7 separate regions of the Mus musculus genome follow, and all the other regions are linked to region 1. A link is a contact called in public promoter capture Hi-C and targeted proximity ligation data. All regions are on one chromosome and are shown on one strand. The core of a region is the stretch at or near the end of the contact, and the rest is flanking DNA. Distances in the headings are between cores, read along the strand shown.

Evidence for each region. Promoter capture Hi-C pulls out the DNA fragments that hold promoters and counts their contacts.
Region 2: a promoter capture Hi-C map of the SN4741 cell line shows a contact between it and region 1, with 2.7 times the contacts expected there. A contact is called at or near these places in 4 of 39 promoter capture datasets (the SN4741 cell line, fetal liver, neural stem cells and 1 more) and 1 of 130 datasets of targeted methods (pancreatic cancer cells).
Region 3: a promoter capture Hi-C map of embryonic stem cells shows a contact between it and region 1, with 4 times the contacts expected there. A contact is called at or near these places in 4 of 39 promoter capture datasets (embryonic stem cells, hippocampal neurons, liver and 1 more), 1 of 130 datasets of targeted methods (pancreatic cancer cells) and 1 of 9 other capture datasets (liver).
Region 4: a contact with region 1 is called in a promoter capture Hi-C map of fetal liver, with 2.5 times the contacts expected there. A contact is called at or near these places in 2 of 39 promoter capture datasets (erythroid cells and fetal liver).
Region 5: a contact with region 1 is called in a targeted proximity ligation map of pancreatic cancer cells. A contact is called at or near these places in 5 of 39 promoter capture datasets (the SN4741 cell line, liver, neutrophils and 1 more), 2 of 130 datasets of targeted methods (bone marrow-derived macrophages and pancreatic cancer cells) and 2 of 9 other capture datasets (adipose tissue and liver).
Region 6: a contact with region 1 is called in a promoter capture Hi-C map of liver, with 4 times the contacts expected there. A contact is called at or near these places in 3 of 39 promoter capture datasets (liver and pre-B cells), 1 of 130 datasets of targeted methods (pancreatic cancer cells) and 2 of 9 other capture datasets (adipose tissue and liver).
Region 7: a contact with region 1 is called in a promoter capture Hi-C map of hippocampal neurons, with 4 times the contacts expected there. A contact is called at or near these places in 4 of 39 promoter capture datasets (the SN4741 cell line, hippocampal neurons, macrophages and 1 more), 2 of 484 Hi-C or Micro-C datasets (CD4 T cells and embryonic stem cells), 5 of 130 datasets of targeted methods (bone marrow-derived macrophages, embryonic stem cells, large pre-B cells and 1 more) and 3 of 9 other capture datasets (adipose tissue, embryonic stem cells and liver).

Annotation. Positions count from the first base shown.
Region 1 is chr19:5,472,382-5,476,462 of GRCm38.p6, forward strand. It overlaps Efemp2 (epidermal growth factor-containing fibulin-like extracellular matrix protein 2), which reads left to right and starts at 2,309. Exons shown (of 11, transcript NM_021474.3): 1 at 2,309-2,393; 2 at 2,680-2,797; 3 at 3,027-3,075; 4 at 3,685-3,891. The coding sequence starts at 2,687.
Region 2 is chr19:4,810,098-4,814,035 of GRCm38.p6, forward strand. Rbm14 (RNA binding motif protein 14) reads right to left here and starts at 1,537. Exons shown (of 3, transcript NM_019869.3): 1 at 1,075-1,537. The coding sequence starts at 1,411. Gm21992 (predicted gene 21992) reads right to left here and starts at 1,502. Exons shown (of 3, transcript NR_157185.1): 1 at 1,075-1,502.
Region 3 is chr19:6,417,423-6,421,433 of GRCm38.p6, forward strand. It overlaps Nrxn2 (neurexin II), which reads left to right and starts at 1,334. Exons shown (of 23, transcript NM_001205234.2): 1 at 1,334-1,550. Gm14965 (a long non-coding RNA gene) reads right to left here and starts at 1,340. Exons shown (of 3, transcript XR_879495.2): 1 at 1,069-1,340; 2 at 55-238.
Region 4 is chr19:4,836,589-4,840,772 of GRCm38.p6, forward strand. It overlaps Ccs (copper chaperone for superoxide dismutase), which reads right to left and starts at 2,734. Exons shown (of 8, transcript NM_016892.3): 1 at 2,609-2,734; 2 at 2,243-2,315. The coding sequence starts at 2,647. It overlaps Ccdc87 (coiled-coil domain containing 87), which reads left to right and starts at 2,778. Exons shown (of 1, transcript NM_207268.3): 1 at 2,778-4,184. The coding sequence starts at 2,894.
Region 5 is chr19:6,202,553-6,206,818 of GRCm38.p6, forward strand. It overlaps Majin (membrane anchored junction protein), which reads left to right. Exons shown (of 11, transcript NM_001165919.2): 3 at 3,666-3,711. Among named protein-coding and RNA genes, the nearest start is that of Majin, 20 kb to the left of the region's middle.
Region 6 is chr19:6,013,793-6,017,681 of GRCm38.p6, forward strand. It overlaps Capn1 (calpain 1), which reads right to left and starts at 1,455. Exons shown (of 22, transcript NM_007600.3): 1 at 1,314-1,455; 2 at 409-676; 3 at 204-273. The coding sequence starts at 675. Gm10814 (predicted gene 10814) reads left to right here. Exons shown (of 5, transcript NR_045783.1): 2 at 437-564; 3 at 1,077-2,020; 4 at 2,525-2,691.
Region 7 is chr19:6,043,560-6,047,952 of GRCm38.p6, forward strand. It overlaps Syvn1 (synovial apoptosis inhibitor 1, synoviolin), which reads left to right and starts at 3,017. Exons shown (of 16, transcript NM_028769.5): 1 at 3,017-3,569; 2 at 4,358-4,393. The coding sequence starts at 4,375. It also overlaps the pseudogene Gm8034.

The DNA.
Region 1 (4,081 bases), core at 1,059-3,558:
TTGAACTCAGAAATCCGCCTGCCTCTGCCTCCCAAGTGCTGGGATTAAAGGCGTGCGCCACCACGCCCAGCTCACACGCACACTTTACACTCACATTCACACTCATATATTCACATATACTCATAACATACACTCACATACACAGACATTCACACACATGAACACTCTACACTCACACACATACATTCACATATACTCATACACTCACATACACAGACATTCACACACACATTAACACACTCATACACTTACACTCACGTACATACATTCACATCCATACACACACACTCATGTACATACACACACACACACACACTCTAGTGTGTCAGGAGTTAGTTCCTGGGATTGAACTTTGGATCTTGGTAATGCTAAGCAAGCAGGATGCTACTGAGCTACACCCCTCACCCTCTATTGCTTAAAAAAGTCAGTGCTGGAGAAATGGCTCCAGTATTCCTCTTCCGGATGACCTGAGATTGGTTCCCACATCGGGCAGTTAACAACTTCCTGTAATTCCAGGTCCAGGGGACACTGCTGGCCTCTGTGGACACCTGCACTCGGGTGTATATACCAACACACAGATACACATGTATATGCATCATTAAAAGTTAATTTTTTTATTTTTTCTTTTTTTTTTTTTAAAGATTTATTAATTTATTTCATGTATGTGAGTACATTGTTGCTGTCTTCAGACATACCAGAAGAGGGCATCCAATCCCCATTACAGATGGTTGTGAGTCACCATGTGGTTACTGGAAATTGAACTCAGGACCTCTGGAAGAGCAGTCATTGCTCTTAATTGCTGAGCCACCTCTCCAGCCCGTTAATTTTTTTTTCTTTTTTCTAATCAAGGCAATGGAAGCTGAGGAAATGTCTTATTGGGTAAACCGCTTGCTACACAGCATGAGGGTCTGGGTTCAGATTTCCAGCCCTAGCATAAAGGCCAGCTATAGTGGTGATGCAGGTTTGTAACCCTTAGAGGGCCAGGGAGGTGAAGACTGGCAGACCACTCTGGCACTCTGGCCACGCAATCTAGCTAAATTAGTAATTTCCAGCGACAAACCCTGTCTTAAAACATAAGGTGAATAGGTACACACGAATATACCACATACATTACCACTCAGACAGTTAAATGAAATGAAGCAGATTTTTTTTTTTAAACGTCAAGGCAGAGCGGAGCATGGTAGTGTACACCTTTCATCCCAGAGCCTAGGAGGCAGAAACAGGCGGATCTTTGTGAGTTCGAGGCCTCATCTACTTAGTGAGTTCCAGAACAGTCAGAGTTACACAATGTGAGACCCTGTCTCAAAATGACAAAACAAAAACAAACAAACAAACAAGATGGAAAGAGGTTGGGTAAGGGAAAGTTAAGGAAGACCTGGTTATTGCCGCTAGCGGTCTGGGCCAGGCACGGGAACCCTGGACACGCAACCCTTTCCCGTCTAGGCCCGCCTTGAGACGTGGGCAACGCGAAGTCCCGCCCATTCACCCCTTCCTGGGCGCTGGAGGCACCCAGACTCCGCCTCCAAGGCATGATCTCCGCTGGGGGCGGAGGCGGAAACTGGGTGGGGGACTTGGATGGGAAGAGGCTCGGGAAAGGGCTGGCACTGGGCCCTAGTGTCCTCCGCGCCCAAGTTCAAGCTTGCCCGCCTTCCCAGGGGCTTCCATTCATTTCGAGCCAAGAATACTGCTGCCCTCTCCCCCATACTACTGTAGTTTTGCGCTGGCACGGCTTGGGGAAGCAGTACCCCAAGTAAAGAGACCACCTGGAGGCCGTGGATGTGGATGCAGAGGGAATTGGACAATTAATTTGGACAATTAATTAAGTTGGACGAGGGTCTGGAAACCTTGGATGAAGTTTTAGGATCATCTAAGTGATGATGGTTTAACACTGGATAAAATTCTGAAAGGAGTAGAATTTGAAGCTCTGAGGATTAAATGCCTAGTAGGTTCTGGGAGGCGCAGAATCGGGTTACACGGAGGTGCGAATGCACAGCATGGGATTCCGGAGGCACAGGTTAGATAGGGTCTAGGTGGGCAGAATAACATTTTGAGTGAAGGCCCGGGGTCCTTAGGTGAGTTTGGGGGCCAAGCATCAAGGTCAGTGGCCTAAGGATCCAAACTTTGGGAAACTCTGGCTGGGCGTCCGCAGGCGACTCCAGGCAGCGCCGCGGGGGACCGGGTGGGGGCCTGTGGCCGGCCGGGGCGGAGAAGCCGGGGGGTCGGGGTCCCTCCCCCTGGCGCGGGCTCAGGAATCCGCCGAAGGGCGGGCGGAGGCGCCGGGGTGGGCCGCGGCCGGCGGGCGGGCGGGGGGCGCTTCCTGGGGCCGCGCGTCCAGTGAGCTGCGCGGTCCGTCCGTCCGTCCGCCCGCCCGCAGGCACTGCTGGAGTCGACGCGTGAGTGGCCTCCAGCGGAGGGAGGGCGCGGGCCGTTTGGCGGCCGAGTCGGTGCTGCGCGGAGCGGGGAGGCCTGCGCTTCACGACTCGCGGGGCGGGGGCGGGGCGGTCCGGGATTGCGGGCCTGGGCCATAGGCCTGCGAAAGGATTCTGTCCCCAGCCCTGGAAGGTTCCAGCCTCAGCACAGTCCTGAGACGAGACAGCTGGGACCCAGGCTCCCCTTCCAGATAGAGGGAATGGGGGGTGCTGTGGCAGAAACCCCTGACTTCTGCCCACCACCTCCCAGCCTCAGGATGCTCCCTTTTGCCTCCTGCCTCCCCGGGTCTTTGCTGCTCTGGGCGTTTCTGCTGTTGCTCTTGGGAGCAGCGTCCCCACAGGATCCCGAGGAGCCGGACAGCTACACGGTGGGGACCGTGGGGTCACCAGCTTGGGATGGGATGGGAAGGACAGTGAGATCAGGATCCTGGGGAGGCTGCTTCTGGGCAAGATTCTCCCCGGCTTGGTTGGTGGAAAGCTGGAGGCCATTGTGTGGAGCTGACCCGAGCATGACTCTGAACTCTGGCCCTGGTCTTGGCCTGGCTAGTTGGTGGAGACAGCCAGGGTGGTCACTGGCCACATCGGGTTCCCTTCCAGGAATGCACAGATGGCTATGAGTGGGATGCAGACAGCCAGCACTGCCGGGGTGAGTCTCTGTCTGGGGTACTAGCCATCTTCAGGAACTGGGAAGGGGGTTGTTGTTTCCCAGGGATACCTTACCTCCCAGAGCTGCTGCAGGAACTTGATGGCCCTTTTCCCTGTCCAGCTTGGTAGCCAGCCATGCTTCCCTTGTGCCACTCAGTTAGGAGCCCTGCCCCTTCAAGAAGCTGGACAAACGGCCTCTATCCTGCAGGAGGGAAGGGAGCACCTGGCTATTGCCCAGAGAGAAGGAAATACGCACACCTTCCCTGGACTGCACTGTACCTGCCTAGCCCAGCTCTTTATCCCAATGCAGCCTGGGAGAGCCGTGCATGCCCCGTGGGTCGGCAGGCCCGCAAAATTTCTCTTGGGCAAAGGTAGAGGCAGGGATTTGAGGAGGCAGGAGAATGGAGATACCAGTGTGAAACAGGGGGCCCCACTCCCAGTCCTGCCAATCCCTGGCAGGGCTTCTGGGTCAGCAGCCTTAGTTTGCCTAGCAGAGAGAAAGTCTTGCTCTGTTGCTCAGCTTAGAGAAGGCCAAGTTGGGCATCTGCCTCCCACTACCTCCAGGGCCAGCCCAGGTGACTGGCTGTGCCCAGCAGGCCCCTCTCTGCAGATGTCAACGAGTGCCTGACCATCCCGGAGGCTTGCAAGGGTGAGATGAAATGCATCAACCACTACGGGGGTTATTTGTGTCTGCCTCGCTCTGCTGCCGTCATCAGTGATCTCCATGGTGAAGGACCTCCACCGCCAGCGGCCCATGCTCAACAACCAAACCCTTGCCCGCAGGGCTACGAGCCTGATGAACAGGAGAGCTGTGTGGGTAAGCAAGGGCTGATCGGGTGTCTGGGCTTCCACGCGGTTTATGAGTTTTTTCCCCGAGACAGGGTTTCTCTGTGGAGCCCTGGCTGTCCTGGAACTCATAGACCAGGCTGGCCTCGAACTCAGAAATCTGCCTGCCTCTGCCTCCCGAGTGCTGGGATTATAGGCGTGTGTTACCATTCCTGACTTTT
Region 2 (3,938 bases), core at 287-2,786, 660 kb before region 1:
CGGTCTGGGTGTCTCATAAAATCTTGCCAACATAAAAAAAGCAGGTATTTGAAAGATAAAGAGATAAAACCCCAACATATGAAAATCAACAGGGTCTGAAAAAGACATTTCCTCAAAGGAAATAGCAAACTAGCAAGCTGTCCTAAGAATTATTCAAGCAATAAAAAGTACTAACTAAATAAATGGTGTTAAAACCAAGTTTAATAGAAATCTCACACGCCCCTCTCAACACCCCCCCCCCCCCCAGCCAGAGTATTCCCCTTTGCAATCTCACCAAGCTAATAAACATCTGTGCCCGGAGGCACCAGCTTAGCAAGTAAAAGGCTAACGAGGGAGAGGCTTAATAGCCCCCTTTCACATGCAAAAATAACGCAGAAAACCGGGGCTTCCACTTGTTAAGTTGTAAAACCCAACACAAAGTGGAGGGTGGAGGAAAAGAATTAAAAAGCACAAAACCGCCAAGGCTAACCCATCGAATACTGAAAGGTCAAAGGGGTTCCGAAAAGGCCCCTCCCATGCCCACAAGCAGATTCATTCCAGACAATACTAAAAAAGCCCGAACCCGAGAAACCAAGGGCCCGCTACCTTCCGGGAAGCATCGGGAAGGAACGCCAGAGCGGCCTTGGGGCTTCAACCCAACCTTTTCCCTTTTCCCTCGATCTGACCAAATTCTGGAGAGGAAGTGGGGAAGTGGCGAACTCTTTTCACCGCTCCATAATCCGGTTGGTGCCCTTCCCTTTCCATTTCATTTTGGTGCCAGGCTCATGCAACCAGGAAAAGGCGCCTCCTCCCAACCCCGCACACTCGCAAATCTCTGGCGCGTCCCCAGCCCCGAGGCTTCGGCTTGCAGTGGCCACTGCACCCGCCCGGAACCGACTCCTCCCACTTGATGAATGTTGCTGGGACCGCAGGGGAGAAGGGTGGCTCTACCCAACTCGCCCCCAGCACCTTAGGCCCCGCTCCTGCACACTTCCCCATCATTCCCAACCCTGAGGACCAACCCCAGAGTGAGGGGCGTGGCTAAGAGGCAGAGAGCACCGCGCGTGTCCCCTCCCGAGCGCGCTCCCGCGTTACCTTTTACCACGTCACACTCGATGACGCGTCCACGGCGCTCGAAGAGGCTGCGCAATTCCTGACTTGTACATGCAGCCGATACATTGCCCACGAAAATCTTCCAAGTGTTCAGGGGCCTCGGGCGCGACATCTCCACCACGAGCGCGCGACCTGGACGCAGCTCGTGGCCATGCAGGGCCTCGATGGCGCGCACCGCGCCAGCGTTCTCGCGCATGTGCACGAAGGCAAACTGTTTCATGACGGCGCAGCTCATGACCGTGCCATAGGGCGCGAAGAGAGCTGCCAACTCCTCCGGTGTCGTATCCGCCCCATCGACATTGCCCACAAAAATCTTCATTTTGCCGCCGCAACCGCCTTCTCGGAGAGACAGGACCTCTCCTACAGCGACAGGCAAAACGTCCGAACGACCCGCAGTCCTCCACAGGAATGGCTGGCGACCGAGAACCCCGCCGCGCAGGCGCTCTAACCTAACCAATTGGAGGCGGCATCGCGCGCGGATAGCAGCCAATCAAACAGGTTGAGAGCAGATGTCCTTTGACGCAGCCAATCCCAGAGGGCCTGGAGCCCCTTGTTAACGGAGGGGGTGGAAAAAGCATAGAGGCGCGCGACCAACCGCCACCTTCGGGGGGAGGGGAAAGGAGGGCTGGGGACGGGGAAGCGCGCTCCGGCCGAGTCCGCAGAGGCCTAGTCAGAAGAGCTACCTCCGGCCAGGGTGTGGCGTCCCGGCGGGGCCCCAAGGAAAACTTTGTTCTTTAGGGAAGTCCGGGCTCCTCCGTTTGAGCTGCCGCAGCCAAACCCTGGGTGTTGTGATGGCAGCCTCAGCGTCTGCGGTAAGGCCGCGCCCGGAGGAGAAACCAGGACAAACCCCTTTTAGTCTGGGATTGGCCCCCGACACTATATGCTTGGAGTAGGAAGGGACTGTAACTCTTTCTTTGCAAGCACATTACTTGGGGTTGCTTGAGCTCTGGAGGATTTTGCAGACAGTGAATATTGAGCGTCTGTCTGTCTCAACCTGATGGAATTTCGAGAATTACGATGATGACCATTTATTGTATGCATGAAGTTTATCACAGTATTATGTTCCATAAAGTAGAAGATCAGTAATCCTGAGGAAGCCAAAAGTTGGATCTTAAAAATATATGAGGAGGGGGCCAGGAGTGGTGGGCACCCTTTTAATCCCAGCAACCAGGAAGCAAAATCGAAAGAAATTTGTTCGAGGCCAGCCTGGTCTACATAGTGAGATCCAGGATAGGCAAGGATATAGAGAGACCCTGTCTTTAAAAAAACAGCAAAAACTTAGAGGGGCTGCTCACTGGTAAGAGAGCTTGCTGCTTTTCCAGAAAACTTGAGTTCGATTCCCAGCACCAACATGAGGGCTTACAAACCAGCTAATTCCAGTTCCAAGAGAACTGGCCATTGCACATCTGTGGTACGCAGAGAAACAAGCAAAACACCCACACACATAAAATAACGTTAAATTTAAAAAAGGCTGGAGAGATGGCTCAGTGGTTAAGAGCACCGACTGCTCTTCCAAAGGTCCTGAGTTCAAATCCCAGCAACCACATGGTGGCTCACAACCATCCATAGTAAGATCTGTCGCCCTCTTCTGGTGCATCTGAAGACAGCTACAGTATACTTAGATATAATAATAAATAAATCTTTTAAAAAAATTTAAGCCATCCCTGTAATCCCAGCACTTGGGAGGCAGAGGCAGGCAGATTTCTGAGTTCGAGGCCAGCCTGGTCTACAGAGTGAGTTCCAGGACTGCACAGAGAAACCCTGTCTCAAAAACAAACAAACAAAACTAAAAAAATTTCAAAAGAACAGAACAAAGCAGCCCACTGCTGTACTCACAGCTTTAAGGGTCAGAAGTTGAAAGTCATCCCAAATTGCCTGGGATATGTGAGACCCTATGTCAAATAAACAAATAACCTTGGGGAGAGGTCTCTTGAGTCTTGGCGGCTTTCTTTTAATGTTTTGTGTGTATGAATGTTTGCCTGTATGTATTCATATACCACGTGCATGCAGTGCCTGCGGAAGCCAGAAGAGGGCGTCAGATCCTGATGTTAGTGAGCTGTCATATGGATGCTGCTGGGAGCTGTTTCTGTTCTTTTTTTTTTTTTTTTTTTTCCTTCGAGACAGGGTTTCTCTGTGTAGCCCAGGCTGTCCTGGAGCTCACTTTGTAGGCCAGGCTGGCCTCAAACTCAGAAATCTGCCTGCCTCTGCTTCCCGAGTGCCCACCACGCCCGGCTGCTCCTGTACTCTTAACTGCTAAGCCATCTCTCTATCCCTTTGTGGGTTTCTTGTTCATGTGAGCTCCCCTTTCCTTCAAGAAAAGCACTTTATAATTAGGAGGAAACAGCTCCACAGCAAAGATGAATATATAACATAAAATGAATCATTTTAACCATGTCCAAGTGCACAGTCTGTGCTATCAAGTACATTTACATTGTACAAACCCCAGCACCATCCATCTCCAGGATAGTTTACCTTCCTCAGCTGAAATGCTGTGCCTATTAACAGTAATCCCCATCACCATCACCCTCTCTCTCCAGTCCCTTGAAACCAACATTTGACTTTCTCTCCATAAATTTGAGTATTTGGGGTACTTCACAGAAGTATATTATACAAATATTTGTCTTCAAGCTTCACATTGTAGTGTATCAAACTTCCCTTTCATTTTAAGGCATGATATTTTACTGCATGTATGCCACGTTTCTCAGTCCATTGCTTCAGGAGTGGGCACTTTGGTTGTGTTGAAACTGCAGCCATTTTGAATAATGTAGAACATGAGTGTACAAATATCCTTTGAGGGACAATAAACTATCTCGGATGGGAAGTGTACTCACTGTCACTCTGATGAG
Region 3 (4,011 bases), core at 84-2,583, 940 kb after region 1:
CAAGTATGCAGGTTATGGATCGAGTGTGTCCCCCCACCCCCCGTGGTGACTTACCATGGTGGGGCATCTCTGCAGTGTCCCTTTGTGTTTCTTGGAAACGCTGGGCACACATGAATAGGTGTGCATGGCTGTGTGCCCCCATGTGTATCTGCATACATTAGTGGTTGGACGTGTGTTCTTGCATATTGCCTCTGGCTAAGGAAATGCCAACTGCTACCAGCTGTGCAGATCACAGGCCCTGTAACAGAAATCAGGGGCCTGGAGAGAACTGGCAAAATGGTCTGCCACACACCCACGGCCACACCCACGCCGGCACACTGTCTCATTGAGAAGCCTTGTGTCCAACTTAGGTAATGGTATACACACCTAGGCGCTGGATCTACCTTTTCTCGGTGGAGTAAATGAAGAGGGGTGTTCCTTCCTCACACTCTGACACAAACACGGCGATGCAGACATTCTTACTGCAGAAGACTTGCACGCCAGGACCACACTCTGAAACTCACAGCTAAGGGTAGGAGCTCGAAGGGAAGATTCTACTAGATTTGTATTCAGTAACAGGGAGTGGGTAGCTTCCACCCCACCACTAGCCTTTTCCTACCCCAGAAAAGCCTTCCACAGGGGTGGAAAGCTGGTTCCAAACTCTGGGATTCCCATGAGTCTGGGCTGGGAAACCCCACTGTCTCTAGCTTAGAATCTTGCCAACCTCCAAGCTTCGTCCTTATCTCAGAAAAGCCCCTAGCTCTTCAGTTCCGGAGGCTTCCAGCTAGAGGATACAGAGACAGTGATTGGTAGGGTCTCTGCGAGCGACTGGAAAAGCCACTAGCAGTCCTGGGGTGGGAGAGGCTTCCTTGGCTCCGGGTAGCCCAGGCCAGCCCCCCCAGACTCAGCCAGCAGAGGGCGCTGTGGCCAAGGCCCTGCTCGGGTCCTGCTCTCTCGGTGCCTCAAGTCGGGGTTCAGTCCTCTCCTTTGGTTTGTCCCAGCCCTGGGCACTATCTTCGGGACCCGCCGGCAGGGGCGGGTGGGTGTGGGATCCAACAACCCAACCAAAGGTAGAAGGGGCTAGGGTACCTGGATTCCCAAGACCCCGAGCCTGGGGAGAGCACCTGCTGGGTTAAGAGGCCTGGACGTCCGGGCAAAGGTCCAGAGAGGTGGGAAAGGGCTCGGATGCCCTGGGGCCGGGACGCCTGGGTCCTCGCGGAGGAGGGAGGCGGGTCATGGAGCCGCGGGACTGGCGGCTTCTGCATCTTCGCATTGGCTGTGCCACTCGTCCGTCAGTGTTGCGTGGCCCAATGCGTGTGCTTGGGGGGCGGGTCCTGGTGCTGATGCTGCCGTCAGTCGGTGTTGCAGGGATGCGGCGGCGGGAGCAGCCGCCCTGACTCTCAGAGCATCCTCCTCGGAGCGGCACCGCGGCGGGGCGGGCGGGGACGCGGCGGGGACCAGGAGGCGCGAGGCAGCCGATATCGCTGGCCCAGGATCTGTTACCTGCCGTAGACCCAGCGGTCTCTAGGCTCGGATCCCTACCCTTCAGCTCCTGGCGCCCCCAAAACCAGGTATGGGGGGGGGGCTGCGGCGGAGACGGGTGGGGGGCGGGAGCCAATCGGGGGAGGGGAGCGGGTCGGAGGGGGCGGCGGATGCAGAAAGGACGGATTGGGGGGCGGGGGCGCCGAGCAGAGAGGGCTGGCTGGGTGACAGCGAGGAGGCGAAGCCGCTGGGGGAGGTTGGGGGACTCCCTGTGGAAGGGGCATTGGCCCTGAGCTGGGGCGAATGCAAGGTGGTGAGGGAGGGTCGATGGGGGAAGGGGGTCTGAAGGAGGGGCATCCATAGGGCTGTGAGAAGGGCTCTGAAATAGGGGTGGGGGGAGGTCCCAGTCTATGCTGGTCCTGGCAGCTGGAAGCAGTGATGGACCAGAGAAGCTGCGAGCTGTTGTGGTCTGAAGGGTCTGCAGGGGAGAAACACTGGTCTTAGTGGGAGAGGAGGCAGGCTGGAGAGAGGTTTGGGAAGTGGAGAGGGAGGTCTGGGGGCAACCACTGAAGAAAAGACTACTGGGGGATGGGAGCCAAGGGGAGAGGAGGTTATCAGGAGGGAGCAGAGGGGAAGATGCCAGGATGCTCTAGGCATAGATGAGTCTGTGACGGGGAAGAGCTGGACAAGATGGGGGGCCTGAGGGAGAGGAGAGAAGCTTGCTGGGGAGAGCTGGGGGGTGACAGAGAGGGAAACCGGTCGAAGGAGGCTCTGCTTGGCTGAGAATATACTTGAGGGCAGCGGTGGGGCTCTGGTCACAGAGTACTGGAAGGGTAGAGGAGTCTTCTGAGCCCTGGGCTTATCCCTCCACCTCAAAGAGGTGGGAACCATTTCTCATGCTCCAGCCTTCTCCCCCAGAGGGAGGAGCAGTCTGCCTGGGTTCTTTGGGATGGGGGTATGACCACAAGGACCCTGGGTGGGCTCCTGGAGGTGAAATTGGATTTGTGGGGGTTATTGGGCTGTTCCAGTTGCCTTTGCCGTCACCCCCTCTTGAGGCATCCAGGGCCTTAATGAACCGGCAGGGATGGGAGGGGTAGTTCCTTGGTGCTCCACAGCGAAAGGGTGCCCAGCTCCACAGTGCTCAAGAAAATCTGAGGGGGTGGGTCTTGGGTCTCCAGCCCCCTTGACTACTTCCGGCTTTCAAACACCCTCGTTCTTTGCACATATTGTGGGTGGGTGGGGTAGACAAGGACCTTCTAGTCATTCCTGCCCCTCCCTCTCGTCCACCTTCTCAGTGTCTGGGCGTTCCTTCTGGGGGAGAGCTTTACATCCTCTGTCTTCTGCTAGAAAAAGAGAGAGAAGGGAGCAGGAAGGAAAAAGAGAGGAGGGGAGGTCGGCTAGTCAGTTAACTACATGGAGGGCCTCCGGCTTTGTAGGTGCTTCAGCTACTCAGGTCCCAGCTTGCTACCCCAAACCTGGGGATGGCTCAGGGATGGATATGTCAGAGCCAGAGCAACTTTCGTCTGTAGCCTCAGGGAGTAGGGTCTGTGTCTGGGAGGCCCCTTACCTTTGCTAAGGGAAGTGTGCTCAGACTCTGTCCATCCTCAGCAGCACAGGGGTGGGCGGGACCGATCAGCTGGCAGTGCCTGCTGAGAAGCTGCTCCTTGGCTGAATCCACATGACAGCTGCTCCTGAGAGGAAGGGACAGGGCTCTAGAATAGCCACCGGGGACCTCCGTGTCTCTCCAGGCTCCGTCTTTTCTGTTCTGTTCTGTCTACCCTTGCCAGTGACACAGACATCCCGACACTGATCCACACACTTGGTGGCACTCGCCCAGACACACACCTACACAAGGCGCACACACCTGCGTATACAATACAACTCCTTGGCAGCAAACCGCCCACGCTCCCCGCCCAGAGACACTGCCACCTCCTGCCTGCCTCAGGGACCTCCTCCAGGAGCCCTACTTGAGCACACAGCACGCATAGAACCCCTGAGTGCCCCCGGGTCTCCTGACAAAGCACTGCCTGACAGTCCTTCCCCTCAGAGATGCACAGCATCTGCCACTGTTCATGAACTCAGGCCCACCTGCCCTCCTGGCATGCACTGCTTCCTCTCCTGGGCACACACGCCCACGCCTACACATTTTCCCAGACACAGCAACCCCTGCCTGCCATATCACACGCACTGCATGCCAGTCTGGGTCTTAAGCATTGTGCTCCGGGTCTATAGGTGTGTGCACTAGGGCACAAGGTGGGCACATCCTCTTTGCCTTGACCCAAACCCGTGACTCCCACCTAAGTTCCTTCTCTGTCACACTCCTGTCACTAATGGACTTCCAGAAAGCTCTTAAACCTACTCCTACCTGATGGTGACCACAGTCACTGCAGGCCAGCTTTGGCCTGCCTTCTGCAGAACCTGCCGTTCGGCCCCAGCATTTGTCCTCCACACAAGGCTCTCTCTGCCTGCCCGACACTGGAGACATAATGTCCGTCCCTTCAATTCAAGCTCCCGCTCAGCCCCCACGGGGACTCCCAGAAGTGTGTCCTC
Region 4 (4,184 bases), core at 1,484-3,983, 640 kb before region 1:
CAGGCCTCATCACTTATCCTAGACACCTCACTTCTCCTGAGCCTGCTCCTGAACCCGCTCTATGGACTTCCTGTTTTCTTTCTTTAGTCCAGTGATTCTCAACCTTCCTAATGCTGTGACCCTTTAACACAGTCCCCCATGTTACGGTGATCCCCAACCACTGTTGCTTCTTCATAACATAATTTTGCTACCATTATGAATCGTAATGTAAAATCTGTGTTTTACAATGGTCTTGGGCAAACACCAAAGGGGTCTTGACCCATGTGGGTTAAGAACCGCTGTTTTAATAGCTGTCCACATAGAAGCCAAGGAGATGGTATGTATGTGTGTATGTATGTATGTATTGGTGTGTATATGTGTGGAGTATGCACGCATGTTCTTGAGTGTGTGTATATGTGTGGAGTATGCACGCATGTTCTTGAGTGTGTGTATATGTGTGGAGTATGCACGCATGTTCCCGAGTGTGGTGTCCACCTGTCTTCCTTAATTGCTCTCCACCTGTTATGCTGAGGCAGGTTCTGTCACTTGAACCCAGAGCTCACTGATTTGGTTAGTCTAGCTAGCCAGCTTGCCCTGGGATCCCTGTGTCTATCTTCTGAGGGCTGGGACCACAGGCGGTCTGTCTGCCACGCCAGTCTGGCATAGACACAGGTGCTGGCAATCTGAACTGGACTCTCACACTGATGCAGCTATCACTTCTACTGACTCAGCCATCTTCCTTGCCCCTGGCAAACACATGGTTCACAGACACAGGCACGCAAAACACCCGTACATATTAAATAAAACAGATTTTAAAAATAAACCTAAAAAAAAAAAATCATCCCAAGCCAGGCAGATGGCTTAACGGATGAACTTTTCGGGTTTGGTTCTGCTTTTTGGTTTGTTTGGGTTTTTTGTTTTTTGTTTCTTTTTGTGCTTTTTTAAAAAAATTATTAATTTTATGTATGTGAGTACATACACACCAGAGAGGGCATCAGATCCCACTACAGATGATTGCTGGAAATTGAACTCAGGACCTCTGGAAGAGCAGTTAGTGCTCTTAGTTGCTAAGTCATCTCTCCAGCCCTGGGTGAACTGTTCATGCTACACAAGACAGCTGGAAGCAGAGAACCAGCTCTGGAGTTGTTCTTGACCTCCACATGCACAAGCCCTCCTCCAAGCACATCATGCACACACTCACTAATAATAAATCAAATAATAGTTCCAGGTCAGGTGTGGTGGCGCACGCACGCACGCACAACTTTCATCTCAGCACTCGGGGGTAAAGGTAAGCAGATCTCTGTGAACTGCAGGCCAGCCTGGCCTACATAGTGAGTTCCAGGAAAGCCAGGGCTATGTGGAGAAAGACCTTATCTCAAAATAAAACAAAACAATCAGTCCCCTCAATCGTCCTCCTAAAACCCCACCTTTGCCTGTAAGCTTTTCTCCTCTTTCCTCTTACAATCCCCTGAAATTGAGTGGGCTCTCACTACAGGCTCAAGACTTGTATCAACTAATTCACTCCTCATGACAACACTGAGCTATGAACACTGTTCAAACACTGAAGAAACAGAAACACAGAAAATAAGCACGAAGCTGTACATCTGTGGAACTATACGCACTGGGGTTCCCCACCCCACCCCTGCCAGTGTCCTGGCTTCAGACTCTCATCTCCTTCTTTCCCTTTGCCACCATGGCTTCCCAAGGAAGTGTTCTAGGAGCGCTCCTTTGCCAAAGCTTATACGATCTTTACCTAAGCATAGGGGTAAACATTTTCCCTCAGAAACCCCCAGTGTCTAATCTATACTGGCTGAAAGGTTGAATGAACATTTAACAGAATCCAAAACAGCCAGTTTCTAGCGTCAGGAAAATGACTCTGCCTTTCATATCTTTCCTCTTCTGCCAGGTCACCCACCTGCAGACCTCCTGGCTTAAAGTCCCTGAATTGGGCCAGGGATGTTGTCTGCTTTCTCAGAACTGTTCTATTTCCCAAGCCAGACCTCAAATGCCCGCCCCCCTCCCCCTCTAGAATGCCCTTGGTAGGAAGTGCTCTATACTCTGGCTAGTTCCATGCTGTTCAGCAGCTGGACAGGCAGTTTGTACTAGAAGAAAGCTCTGGCTAGGCAAAGCTTGAGGCCTATACTCTAGGCTCTGCATCTCCCGGACTCTGAGAAACTTCCTTTCATTCTTTCTGCATCTATGCAACCGGAATACGGCTAAACACAAACCCCTGGCTGATCCCAGAAAGATTGTCTACTCTTACCTGCCACCCCTTTCAGGGTCTTGTGCACAGCATCCACACAGCTCTGACAACTCATCTGCACTGCAAACTCCAACTGTAAGGGAAGCAAGGCCAGGGCACATGTCAGACATGATCCTTACTCGCCACCTCATCCCCTATGTCTCTTTGCACACATTGCACTTGACTTCTCTTCAAATTCCTCCTTTATTATCTCATGAACATTCCAGGATCGCGGTCTTTACCACCAACCCCCCTCCCGTGAGGGGCATCTCCGTCCTAACCCCGGAATTTCACCTCCCCAGGAGCCTGTTCTTTCCTGGCTTCCCAAGATATTGATCACCCCAAGGGCTGAAGTTATGCGAGGCTCCACATGAAGCTTTCACTCACCGCACACACAGTCCCACCGTCCCCCGACTTCGAAGCCATCCTAGCTGTTGTCACTGCCTAGGCCGCACCGAACCGGTAGGGTCCAGAGACCAACACAACTCTACTTTGTGGGATGGGCGGAGTCTCGGAGGCCGCCCTTAGCTCCACCTCCTTGGCGCGTGCGCTCCCTAGGCTGAGGCCTCTGAGCTGTCCGGTAGTGCTACCGGCTGCGCAGGCGCATTGATGCAGTTTCCTTAGTAACCATTTGGCGTCCTCTACCCGCTCAGCCGGAACCACCTGGTAAAGATGGAACCACACAGTCAGGAACCTGACCTCAAGCCGATTTACCACCGGTTGCTGAGTCCGCTGTCGCTCTTCCCCAGCAAGGCGAAGCCTCCTCCAGAGCCTCCGAAGCGCCCCTCTCAAGATGCCACGCCCTTGCAATCCATCCCGCTGGCGAAGCTGAAAGTTGGGCCGCTGTGCCGCCAAGTGTCCAAGCGGCTAGCAAGCAGCGGGCGGGCGGCACGAGTAACTGCCAAGGACCGACTTCGTCTCACTGAGGTTATTCTAGAAGAGCTGAAGTGCAACTGGCGGGAACCTCCTATAGAACCCATTCTGGACTACGAAAACAACCAGAAGCTGCGGCAGCGGCTCGAGTCCTACGTGCTGATCAGTAGTGAGCAGCTCTTCGTACGCTACCTGCACCTGCTGGTGACCCTGCCGACCTCTAGAAGGGTCTTCACTGAATCAGCCACCCTCAGCCGGTTGGCAGTAAACCTTGCCAGGGATTGCACAGTTTTCCTCACCAGTCCTGATGTCTATCGCTGTCTGCTGGCTGATTTTCAGACCCTGCTAAATTTAAAGCACGCCCAGGGAGGCATAGTCAAATTGCGTCCTCCTCCCTGTCCCCCTGGGACTTTCAAGCTCTGTCCAATCCCCTGGCCTCACAGCACTGGCTTAGACCACATGCCGTGCTCTAGCCTCAACCTGAACTACCTTGTCCAACTCAGCCGCCCATATGATTTCCCCAGTGAGCCCGAACCTGATCCAGTGGAAGAGTTGAAATCCATCCCCCAGCTGAAGAGTAGACAGCAGCTCCTCTGGGTGCCCTCCATGATAAAGGATAAAGAAATTGAATCGAGACCCTCACCGATGGTACCACTGCCTAGTCATTCTCCCAGCAGTGAGAGTCACCAATTCCCCACCTCACCAGTCCATTCCTGGCTCCAAAGGGGCCAGTCCATGCCTTGTCTTCATGAGGGGTGGAGTCTGGCAGATGAGTTGTGCCTTCTTCCTCCCTCTCCTCATCCCCTCACCCCGCTGATCTTGGCTTCAGAGAGTAAACCACTGCCATTCCGGGACATAGTGGCTGAGGATCTGAAGCAGAAAATGAAGATCATGAGAATGGAGTGGAGTCGATACTCCCTGCTGGACTCTGGCCTGCCTCCCCTCCTCGGGGTCCTTACCCGGCGCCTAACTGCCCAGCACCACCTAGAGAAACTGCAGCAAATGATCAAAAGCCTGCAGGAGGAAGAAGCCTCCGGAAAGTGGGATCTCCAACCCCCGAGAATCATCCCACTACACCCACAGCCAGTCA
Region 5 (4,266 bases), core at 644-3,143, 730 kb after region 1:
ATTCCAAAGGCTTCAAACAGTATCCCTCTCTGTCACTGACTCCTCAAGTACTATCAGATCTGCTAGATCACTATGGTCCAAGTGGTAAAGCAGACTGCACAGCAGCCTGGACATGTTGAAGAGCCTTCTCCTTTTCTAGGCCCCACTCAAAGCTAGCAGCTTTTCTTTTTCTTTTTTTGTTTAAATATTATTGCCGGGCGTGGTGGCGCACGCCTTTAATCCCAGCACTCGGGAGGCAGAGGCGGGTGGATTTCTGATTTCGAGGCCAGCCTGGTCTACAAAGTGAGTTCCAGGACAGCCAGAGCTATAAAGAGAAACCCTGTCTCGAAAAACCAAAAAAAAAAAAAATATTATTTATTATACGTAAGTACACTGTAGCTGTCTTCAGACACCCCAGAAGAGGGCATCAGATCTCATTACGGATGGTTATGAGCCATCATGTGGTTGATGGGATTTGAACTCACGACCTTCAGAAGAGCAGTCGGCACTCTTAACCGCTGAGCCATCTCTCCAGCCTGCTAGCAGCTTTTCAAGTCGCTTGATATATTGGCTGGAGTAACACCCAAGTGAGGAACATGTCTTCAGAATCCAAACAGGCCCTCTAAACATGTTCCCTGCCCACCCCCTTGGCAGTAGGAAGAGCCAGGTACAATAACCTATCTTTCACTTTAGAAGGAATATCTATCTCTGCATGCCCTACACCACTGAAATCCCAAGAATTTGAGATAGAAGGCCTTTGAATTTTGGTTTGATTTATTTTCTATCCTCTGATGCGCATGTGTGTTACCAACAAGTCCAAAGTGGTTGCTACCACCTGCTCACTTGGTTCAATCAGCATAATGTCAGCAACGTAGTGGACCAATGTGATATTTTGTGAAAGATTCAGGTCATCAAGATCTTTTCTGAGTTACATCATTGGGCTCAAAAGTTAATAAAATGTTTGCAGTAAAACTGTAAAAGTATACTGCTGGCCTTGCCAACCAAAAGCAAATTACTTCTGGTGGTCCTTATGGACAGGCACTGAGAAAAGGGCATTTGCTAGATCAATAGCTGCATACCATGTACCAGGAGATGTGTTAATGTGTTCAAGTAAGGACACCGCATCTGCACACCAGCTGCAATTGGAGTCACTGCTTGGTTGAGTTTTCAATTGTCCACTCTCATTCTCCATGATCCATGTGTCTCTTGTACTGGCCAAACAGGAGAGTTAAAGGGAGATGTGGTGAGAGCCACCATCCTTCCTCCTCGATGGTTTCTACAATTCCTCCAGGAATACAATACTGCTTTTGATTCACCTTTTTCCCTGATAGAGGTAACTCTAAAGGCTTCCATTTAGCCTTTCCAACCATAGTAGATCACTCCATAGGTCAGGGAATCTAAGTATATCTGTCCCAGTTATACATTCTGAAACTGAGAAAATAACCACATGACGAGTATGGGAACTCACTGAACCTACTGTGAGCTAGACTTCAGCCAAATCACATGGCCCCCATAAACATGTAGTTTAACTGGAGGTCCGGACGTTTCTTAGAGTCTCCCAGAATCAGCATCAGTTCAGAACCAGTACCTATCAGACCCCAGAATATCTGATTGCTTCCCTTCCCCCAATGTATATACTACACTTTTAAAAGGCTGTGTGTCCCTCTGGGGAAGGACTAGAGAAAGGTTAACAGTAAAACTCAGGAATTTATCAAGGTCCTTCCACGGGGGAACCTGGTTGTGGTTTCATTTGAGGGATTCTGGGTCTGCAAACTGGCAGAAACTGGTTCACAGCCCGAGATTCCTTTTGCTACCATCCATTTGTTTGAGAATTTTTCCACTTACACAGATCAAACAAAACATGCAGTAGTAGGCTTCTTATCTATTTCATGCCTGGAAACCCCATGCTTGATTAGCCAGTACCAAAGGTCCATGTGAGTCATGCCACCAAAATCACTTTGTGCTGTGCTTATGGGTCCAGTCATTCTGGACAGTGTTTTTTCTGTGCTGCCCATTAGGCAATTCAGTGCTGCCTCAGGGCCCCTGCTACTTTGGGGCCCAAATAAATTCACTACATTCAATTCAACCAACTAGGCAGTAGCGTCTCCAACCCAAAGGTCTGACACAAGGAAAAGGGCAACAGCAAAGCTCTTCTGATGTGCTGGTGCCCATCTTACAGAATTAGTGAAGGGCTGCCTTTCTGGCCTTTCCACTGTGGACTATCAGCTTTTACACAGCATATCCACTTTAGCATTGTAGCCTCCCTATGCCATGAATCCCTTCATCAACATTAAGCCAAGGATATCAGGTATCCCCCAGCTCCTTTTCAGTAGGCCGTCTTTTGAGAAATATTTCAGCCAACCATTCAAGCAAAATCTTTGACATCTGTACAAGCTTACATATTAAACCCAGATTCTGCACTCAGTGGGCCTGTATCAATAAACTCAGCCTGATTCGGTTTTATGTTATCCTACACCCTTGAAATCTATTCCCACACATATTCTCCAGGCTTCGGCCTGGTTGAATTAGCAAACTCATTAAGCTCCTTAGTAGTGTAGTGAGTTTCCTCATGGACTACACTTTCTTTCTTTTCATTTTCTTTTACTTCTTTTCCTTTCTGGACAAGGTATCTCTGTGTAGCTTTGGCTGTCTTGGAACTCACTCTGTAGTTTAGGCTGGCCTCTAACTCACAGAGATCCTCCTGTCTCTGCCTCTCATGTGCTGGGATTGAAGGCTTATACCACCATGCCCAGCTTACACTTTTTACCACCCCTCTAAGAGCCTGCATAGCCTTGAGTCTGGTTGTAGGTCTAGAGACAACTATTGGTGGATCCTGAGGATCATTAGCAATGTCTAGCATTTCCTTCAGGAAAGTCACTGCTGATATAGCAGACAGTGAAGGTCGGATTTCCTCAGTCAGCAGTGGAAAAGGCAGTATTTCAGGGGGTGGGGATCCGAGTACATCTACTGCAGGTGGAGAGACTGTTCCTCAGGTGATTAAACTCTGGAATCTGAGGGTTCAAAGTTCTCAGTTTCAATAGGGTTCTCCCACACATAGCCATCTCAAATTATAGTATCCCATTCCCTAACCAGTAAGTGCCCTTAGCTTAACTGTTGATACCTTCCAAGCTAGGACCTGAATTTTTGCTGTAATTCAGCCAACTTCATAGGTAAGGCTTTTGTTTGATTTTCCACAACTGAGTTCTGTGGCTCCAGGGAAGAAGATACACTCACAGTTTTAATCCAGCAGAGACAGGAAGATCTCTGTGAGACTGAGGCCAGTCTGGTCTACAGAGTGAGTTCCAGGATGGCCAGGGCTACACAGAGAAACCCTGTCTCAAAAAAAAAAAAAACAAACAAACAAACAAACAAAAACTTACTCAAAAAAAATTAGAGAAACTCTGTCTCAAAAAACCATATATGTGTGTATATATGTATATAATTTATTAACTATATATAGTCTTATATATACATATATATATAAAATCTAAAAACTTTTAAACCATTACAGCAGAAATATAAGATCTTGCAAGTTTTACAGAGAAGACTTTGGGGGGCAACCTTGTACCAATTCTCAAACACACTGTGTAAGGTGAGCACTGGGTCAACCACAGACTGTAATATATCTTGTTTCAGATACTAGACAGGACTTGCTTTCTTATGGTACTTCTCTGTTTCCCTTCTAGAGGAGAAGAAATAGAGGATAAGGAAGTCATCGTCCAGGAGCTGGAGGTAGGAGGAAAATGAAGCAACTTCTGAAGAAATGATTTACTCCTGAAGTCAAGGATGAATCACACCCAAACTTCTTTTTGTTGGTGGTGGTAGTGGTTGTTTTGTTGAGACAGGGTTTCTCTGTGTAGCCCTGGCTGTCCTGGAACTCACTCTGTAGACCAGGCTGGCCTCCAACTCAGAAATCCGCCTGCCTCTAAGTGATGCGCTTAAAAGCATGGGCCAGCCGGATGGTAGTGGTGCACGCCTTTAATCCCAGCACTCGGGAGGCAGAGGCAGGCGGATTCCTGAGTTCGAGGCCAGCCTGGTCTACAAAGTGAGTTCCAAGACAGCCAAGGCTACACAGAGAAACCCTGTCTTAAAAACAAACAAACAAACAAAAAAACCATGTGCTACCACTGCCGAGCTTCATACCCAGACTTCTATTATTTCCTACAAACCGAGTCACAAGCCCCACCTGCTAAGTTGGTATCTCCATGCAAAGAAGCCACGATTTTTCCAGGAAAATTTAAAGCCCATGTCCTTTTTCAATTCTCACTAAAGTATGAGTGCCTTTGA
Region 6 (3,889 bases), core at 205-2,704, 540 kb after region 1:
ACCAGGGATTCCCTGGGTGGGGTACCCTTCATCTCCCCTCCGCTTACAGAAAAGACCCAGGAATCTGGGCGAACCAGCACCTATGCTGATAGTCAAAACCTGTCTGGACCTGCAGGAGGGAGGAGTTGGGGCAGTGCCCAATGGAACGGGAACGGAGAACTACAATGGGGCAAACGCCCAGAACCCCACCCCTGGGGGCCTACCCAGTGCTCCCTGGCAGATGTCTGTCCGGGTGGCTCCATCCACGATGAACTGGGGGTTTGACATCAGTTCCTACAAGACCCACGGTCATGTTCCTGGGCCAGTCCCTCCTAGAAACTGGTACCCAGACACCACGAATAATGGGGGGGCCCAGTCCCATTGCCCACCACCATCAGAACCAAGTTCCACCCAGAGTGGCCCTCTTACCGTAGGCCGCTTCCATTTGATGCCATAGGTTTTAGAGGAATGAGGACCCAGTTCCTTGAAGCCCAGGCTATGAGAAACCGGAGGGAAGGCCTCGTCTTGGAAGAGGACCCCACTCTGCAGGCATCTTGCCCGAAGCGTTTCATAATCCTGGCCCAGGTACTTGATGGCGTTTTCATGGCGGCCCAAGCCCAGCTCCTTGTCCCGCTTCTTCTGTACTTGGGCTGACACCCCGGTGCAGTACACAGGGGTGATTAACTCCTCTGTCATCCTGGGGAACACATGGGCCTGGTAGAGATGCAGGCCTTCCCAGGGATAAAACACAACTGCCTGCCGACATTCTCCTGGACTCATTCCTCCCCAAACATGGGTCACTGCTCCCTTTACAGTGCCTGGGACTCTCAGCCACCTTGTTGTTAGGCTCTCAGAATCTGGAAAGGGGTGTCCAGTTTCTAGGTATCCTGGTCACCACCTCTCTTTTCCCTATTCTTACCGCCCAGAGGTGACAGTTTGGTATCAGCCATCCAGGCAGGTAGGATAGGGTGGAGGCCAGCCACAGCAGCAGAGCAGAGGTACTCCAGGTACGATCCCTGACACCATTTGCCTGCCTGTAACTTCCCCTCCACAAAGCTGCCAAGCATCTAGTTCATTTGCCCCTTTCCTCGGCTTAGGAACTGAAAACTCCACGCACTGATGCCTTTCCACAAGCTGAACATCAGAGCACTGGACACTGGCCCAGCTACAGCGGACAGGTTGAGCTGAGCGCCTGGGTTGAGCTGCTTCCGGACCCTTAACCCTCAGGCAAACACACAGAAGACCTGAAGCAGGGGCTGATCAGCGACAGCCCCCTAACCCCAGAAGCAGTGGCCTGGGTCAAACAGTCGTAGTCTGGACACCCAACTTCTTACCTGGGGAAGGGGAGTTTGGGAGATTGCTGCGGTCCCTGGGGCTGGCTTCCTTGGTGGCAGCTCAGGGCAGGGCCCAACCAGGAAGAGCGCTCCTCCCTGCCCTCCTCCCTGCCCTCCTCCCCGCCCTCCTCCACCGCCCCTCGGCCCTGGTCCCTCCCTCCCTGGTCCTCCACCTACGCCCGAGGCTCTTACCCCGCTCCCTCTAGGCTCTCCCTTATCTCCCCCGCAACACTTTTTTACTATCTCTTACTTAGGGTGTCTTTCAGTCCCCTCCCCCCGCCCCCTTCCTCTGCAGACTCTAAGCCAGCTCTGCGAGAGGACAAATTGGTAAATGGCAGAGTTGTCTCCCGGGAGGAGCCGGTCGCCGGTCCGGGTGAGAAGGGTTGGACTGGGACAGAAGGGCACCGCCGGCCAGAGAGAGGGTAGGGCAAGGGGTATTTTTAACTAGGGCCGCAGCTCGAGTTGCAGAGCCGCCGGCCCCACCCTATGTCGCCCTCCGGGAAGGTACTGGGGACGATCCGGCTCAGTGACGCCGCCAACACAGTCCTCCACCCGCCTCCTGCGCCCCCGCGTGCCTCTGGGTTGCAGCTGTCTTCCAGCCCAGCCGGCGCTCGGCGAAGCAGGGATTACCTCTGGTGGCTGCAACTGCTTGCTGGAGCTGCCCCTGGCTGGATGAGAGCTGACTTCTGCCGGACGCTAGACAAACGGTAGCCCCACCCCGGCCGGTCCCTGCCGCAGACCCGCTGTAGGGCTGAGCCAGCTCCCCACCCCCTCACCTTAGGGCGCAGGCCTGCAGAGCTAGCACTCCGCCCTAGCGGTCTTTGCGCACACCCTGCATGGCCTTAGGTAAATCCGTGCCTCGATTTCCCCAACCGTGCAGAAAAAAAAGAGGGACAATGGCCTTAGCCAATCTTTGTGTAGCATTCTGGCCTTCTCTTTCAAGTAATTGGTCTGCGCACCTGGGATCAGCTCCCTTGTGGGGGTTACCTGACCCGGGAGAGGGCAGCAGAGGCCCGGAACACCAGGGCAGGCTCACACAGGACCTGCAGATCCCCCTGGGCGCACTACAAGAGTTTGGAGCATCAAGGATGCAGAGGGATTGGAGCGGTCCCAAGGCTCTTCACAGTTATAGAGGTCACAGCATGGCCGATCAAGCTACATAAGATGGACAAGCATTCATTGAATAGATGGTGCTTTTCTTGGGATTCTAGGCACCTCGACACTCCAAAAGTTAAGAGCTGACTGCGTCTAACTTTCGCACCTGGGCGTTATGCTCAGCTGGGCATGAGCTGATGAAGACGCCTCTGCCTTCATGGTTAATGGAGAGGAAGGGTTGGTCCACACACTTTCCCCGACTGAAGCCTCATCTAATGCAGGTGTCAGTAAAGGCAGGAACTTTGGCAAGGGTGGGGAGATGCGCGTGGCCGGGGGCGGGGGAGAGGTAGGGTGGTGCCTGAAGAAAGCCTAGGCAGGTAGAGGACATGAGGTGTAGCGGGTGTTGCTTACTCCGGGGAGAAAAGAGGGGAGAGTGGCAGGGTTAGGCAGATTCAGGGGTTCAGATTTTTGTTGTTTTATTTATGTGTGCACATGCATGCAAGTAAGCACAAGAGGGCAGAAGAGGGTTTCAGACCCTCACAAGCTGGAGTTACAGGCAATCAAAGAGCTGCCTGATGTGAAGGCTGCGAACTGAACCCAGCACCTCTAGAGGAGCAGCAAGCCCTCTAGAACTGCCAAGCTATTTCGCCAGCTCTTCCCTCCCTGACATAAGGTCTCACGTAGCCTAGGCCGACTTTGAACTGTATGTAGCTGAGACTGGCCTTCAGCTCCGGATCCTCCTGCCGCCACCTCTCAACTGCTGTGATTACAGAATTTACCACTAAGCCCTGCTAGTTTAGATGTCATTCTATTGGAGGTGGCTCAGAATTGTACAAGCAAAGGAGGTTAAATAAGGGTGGGCTGAAGGGGTCAAGAGACATGGGCAGCCCGATCAAAGAATGTTGTAGCAGGACAGTGGTGGCACAGGCCTTTAATGGCAGTACTCTGGAGGCAGAGACAGACTGATCTCTGTGAATTTGAAGCCAGCCTGGTCTACAGAGAGAGTTCCAGGACTGCAAAGGGGGCTACACAGAGAAACCCTGTCTTGAAAAACCAAAATAAATAAATAAATAAATAAATATTTAAAATCCAGGGACAGAAAAGGATGGCTCAAGTCAAAAAGGTGGCAGGTGTCCCTTTTGGAGGGACCTGAACATTGTTGCTGACCTATGGTGCAGTACTATAAGGAGGGGATGTTCTGTGTGTTGGGGTGCTGAGTAGGGGCAAGGACACCCCCAACAAAGAAATCCCTCTCTTCCTCTCCTGATCCCGCTTGACCTGGTGGCCCAGAGGCCCTTACTCTTTGGAAGCCATGTGGACCCTAAGTGCCACCACCTTGGTTCTGTCCCCATATTCATTGTCACACCAGGAAATGAACTTGACGAGATGATCATTGAGGGTAGTGCCAGCCTCAGCATGAAAGGTGGAATATGGAGTCTACTTTTAAGCTGCAGAAACAAACTGGTCCTCAGGCAATGCCC
Region 7 (4,393 bases), core at 1,767-4,266, 570 kb after region 1:
TGTAGCAACTCCGGATTGGCCCGGCTGTGGTTGCTGGGTTGATTTTCTGACTCTTTCTCAGCAACCAATATCACAAACACCTGGCAATGGGCTTCATCAGTGGGCACACACATGGGTCAAGGAACGGTCAAAACATTGGCAGACACACAGGTTCAAGGAGTGGCCAGAGCATTGTGCACCTCTATTTTTCTAAATCAGTGAAGCTACTTCTGCTAACACTGACATCTATCTTGCCAATTTCAGGGCTTCTGTGTCCTTTTACATTCTGTCAGGATCTTTCAGTTGTTTTGTTGTTGTTTCTTTTTTTTTTTTTGTTTTGTTTTTCAAGACAGGGTTTCTCTGTGTAGCCTTGGCTGTCCTGGAACTCACTCTGTACACCAGGCTGGCTTCGAACTCAGAAATCCACCTGCTTAGCCGGGTGTGGTGGTGCACGCCTTTAATCCCAGCACTTAGGAAGCAGAGGCAGGCAGATGTCTGAGTTCGAGGCCAGCCTGGTCTACAGAGTGAGTTCTAGGACAGCCAGGGCTATACAGAGAAACCCTGTCTCAGAAAACCAAAACCCAAAAAAAGAAAGAAAGAAAGAAAGAAAGAAAGAAAGAAAGAAAGAAAGGAAGGAAGAGAGAGAGAGAGAAAGAAAGAAAGAAAGAGAGAGAGAAATCCGCCTGCCTCTTGACATTGTTTTTAAAATTACATTTGTATGCGAGTCTGCTCATATATATGGGAAGAGCACCCTCTAGCTGAGAAATGATTAAATAGGTTGTAGAGGCCAGAGAAGTTTGTTATGAGTCAGTTGTCTCCTTCCACCATATGGGTCCTGGTGATTGCTCTTCTCATTAGACTGCCCAACCCCCGATTTTTTTGTTTTGTTTTGTTTTCTTTTTTTGCCACGAGGTGTTTTTATTTTCATCAATCATACAAATAATTTTCTATAATATCCCAGGGCAAACCGGTGAAATTTGGCAGACCGATTAGCGGAGGGGTCCCCTTCAGAGACCCGTGGGCCGGTGGCATCGGCTCGGAGTGCCCAGGTTTCACAGTGCAGCTTGTGGCTCGGGTCCATCTTACAGGTGGCTCTTCCTCCAAATCACGAGGGGGTGGGGTGGGGTGGGATGGGGAAGTCTTCCTAGGCTTTTAGGAGATTTCACTCCTCTTTTCCTGTTCAGTGGTCTCTTTGGTCGGCAGGGTGTTCTCCTGCGTCTCGGTTTTCTTCAGCTTGCCCTTATTGAAGCTGGCGATTTCCCCTATGTCCGGCTTGTCTGCCATTTTCTTACAACTCGTGGATTCTCCTTCCAAGCTTGCGCTCCAGGTGCTCCCACTCTCGTTGCTGCAGCAAGAGACCTTATTTTGTTTTTCGAGACAGGGTTTCTCTGTGTAGCCCTGGCTGTCCTAGAACTCACTCTGTAGACCAGGCTGGCCTCGAACTCAGAAATCCGCCTGCCTCTGCCTCCCGAGTGCTGGGATTAAAGGTAGGCGCCACCACGCCCAGCTTTTTTTTTTTTAGATAGGATCTCACTCTATAGCTGTACGCTGGCCTCAGATTTATGATGCTCTTCCTGCCTCAGTCTCCCAATTTTCTGGGATTGTAGGAGTGGGCCACTATGCTCTGCTCACTACATGATTTCAGAGGTTGAGTAGACCTGAACTGAAGACCAGACAAGGGAGCCCTCCCTCGACATCTTGGGGCCAGGGAAGTTGAAGCCATAGGATCAGAGGAAATGTGGCAAGAAAAAAGGCCAACATGGACACAGAACTTAAATAAAAACAGACAGAGGAAGTAAGACAGATATATACCTGGGGGAGAGGAGGGATTGCCACAAAATGTAGGAGATTTTCAAGAATGGGGGAGGATGAGTGTGTAGGGTTAAAGGTAGCCAGTAGAAGTTCATAGCTAGCCTTATGGAGGAAGGAAAGGGGAGCCATCTCGGGATGTTAACTGTTAAAGACAACAGGTGGTGGTGAAGATGGCTGAGACCAAGAGCACAGGGCTGAGGGGCAGACAGGCACTGACACTGCTACCCTTTAATACAGTTCCTCCTGTTGTGATCCCCAACCATAATTACTTCGTTGCTACTTCATAACTGTAATTTTGCTAGTTATGAATTGTAAGTAAACGTCTGATATGCAGGATATCTCATTTGTGACCCCTGTGTAACGGTTTGATTCCCAAAGGGCTTACGACTCACAGGTTGAGAGCCAGCCACTGCCTTAAAGTCGTCTAGAATCAGTTTTCTTTCTTTTTTGACAGACAAGATGTTTAATTCCGTTGTACTGAAGGAAAGCCATTTTATGTATTTTTCTTAAGTGCTCTATCAGTAATGACAATTCTGAAAGCCCCTGTGTTATATTTTAACAACACAGTCACCTCCGGTTCTGTATTCACTGTCCGTGTTGTGACTCCCACAGTATAAATTCCTCCAGTTGATCTTCATGAATTCTTATATTTGATCCCCCCCCCCCTTAGGCCTCTGAATTCCGAGTGAGTCCGAGTTAAAAATGGGAGGAGCACCCTCTAGCTGATAAACCTGGGTAATGAGGTGTCCGCTTTCAGTTTCCATTCTGTACGCGACTATACTGCTTGTGTGAGCCCTAACAGACAGAATCAGCTCAGAACAAAGGGTCTGGCTATCTCCCAGGGATGAACACGCACGCCGACTGAGCTTTTGGGGTGTTGAAAAGTCAACGCCTTCGCACAGAACTCTCCACCCCAACCTAGAAATAACTGGCGTTCTGTTTTATGTCAGTCCGGACACGCAAGCACTGCTCCTTTTGCGGGCCCCGTAAGCATCCCCCCAGGCGGGATAGGGATCCCCGGCCTATGGACTGCGCTTTCTCAGCTGGCATCCAGCTGCCTTGGCACCCAGTCCGGGGCCACTCTGCCTACAGACCCTAGCAACCACTCACCTGCTTTTCTTTCCCTATAGGCCAGAAATTTTTCCTTTCTTTTCTCATTGGTCCGCGTAACTTTATCGCAACCAATCGGCGGTAGCCACGGGAACAAACTCACTCCTACACAACCTGCGTTGGGGGGAGGTAACCTGGGAAGACCTATATCTGTTTTCTGCACCGCTATTTTTTTCCGAGAAGCACTTAACTTCTTACCGTGTCGTAGCTATCCCTGGAATGAGGCGCTTACACATTTTATTTCTTTCATGCCTGACATAAAGTCTGGCCCTTGCTCGCTCCTGCCCCCCGTCCAAATGGCTCGGCCCGCGGAACGCCCCATCTTCCAGGCACATTGAGAGCCGGAGTCTTGGAGGAGTTTAGGGTGGTGATTCTACAACGGCGACTAGCAAGTGGCGGGCTTCAGCCCTTTCCCGCTGCTCTCCTGGTCGCGACCACACGTCACAGCTCTCGCTCGTTCCGGTTGCTCGCGCACGGGCCCCAGAAGCGCAGGCGAGATCGGAGCGCGCAAAGAGAACTTGGTACGGTCCACTCCGCCGCGCCCCGCGCCGCCGGAAGTGAGGTGTCTTACCCCCGAAGTTCCGGTTCGCAGGGGGTGGGGAGTGTTGTTAACCGGAGCGGCTGCCGCAGTCGCGGTGATTGAGCGTGCTCGCGGCGCTGGGCTCCTGGTGAGTGGGCCTGGTCCTGATTGGGGTTGGGGGGTCGGCGTCTAGGACCTTGTCCTTTGGGGTCACTGCGATCAGCCCGCCCCGCTGCGTTCGGCCGCCAGTTTTCGGCCTGTCAGATGGCTGGAGACCTTAGGCGGCGGCGCGGCCACCGTTCCAGAGGCCGGGCCCCGCCTGCGAGGTTCGCAACTCCTAGCGTTCACAGGTGCGCGACTGTGAGGCGACCTGACTGGTTCTCAGCCCCGCCGCCGCACCCTGGCGGTCGGCCGTTTCTCCGGTTCTCAGAGTGGACACTGCTGGGGGCGGGGGGGGGGGCAGGGTTCCAGACTGACGTACCCCGATGGGCGCGCGTCTGCGCTGACCACCCTGGCACAGCTGTCACTGGTTGTGTCGCCTTCTCAAGCTGTGCCCTCTGCACCTTGCCTCCTCCACCCCTGGCGGGCCCAGCGAACCTGCCTCTAAAGCCTATCATCCCAGCTCCTTCAGAGGGTCAGCGGTGGCAGCCCCCCTCCTCCTAACTTTGCCTCAGTGACTCCCTAGAGGAGGCGCCTTGGCAGACAGCGTGGAAGAGCCCTAGATTTGAAACGAGATTGATCCAAGTTCTAGGCCTTGCATCAGTGTGAGCCTCTAACCCCTTTGAGTCCTAGTTTCTCGTTTGTGAAACAGGGAGTATATGCTGTTTTGAATCTAATGGCTGTCAAGGTGAAATGAGTGTTTGCCCTTACACTCTGCCAGGGACTGTGCTAGGTTTACATAGTGTGGATATCACAAATGTCATTTTCCTTGTGCAGGTCTCTGGGCCAGGGCGATGTTCCGCACCGCAGTGA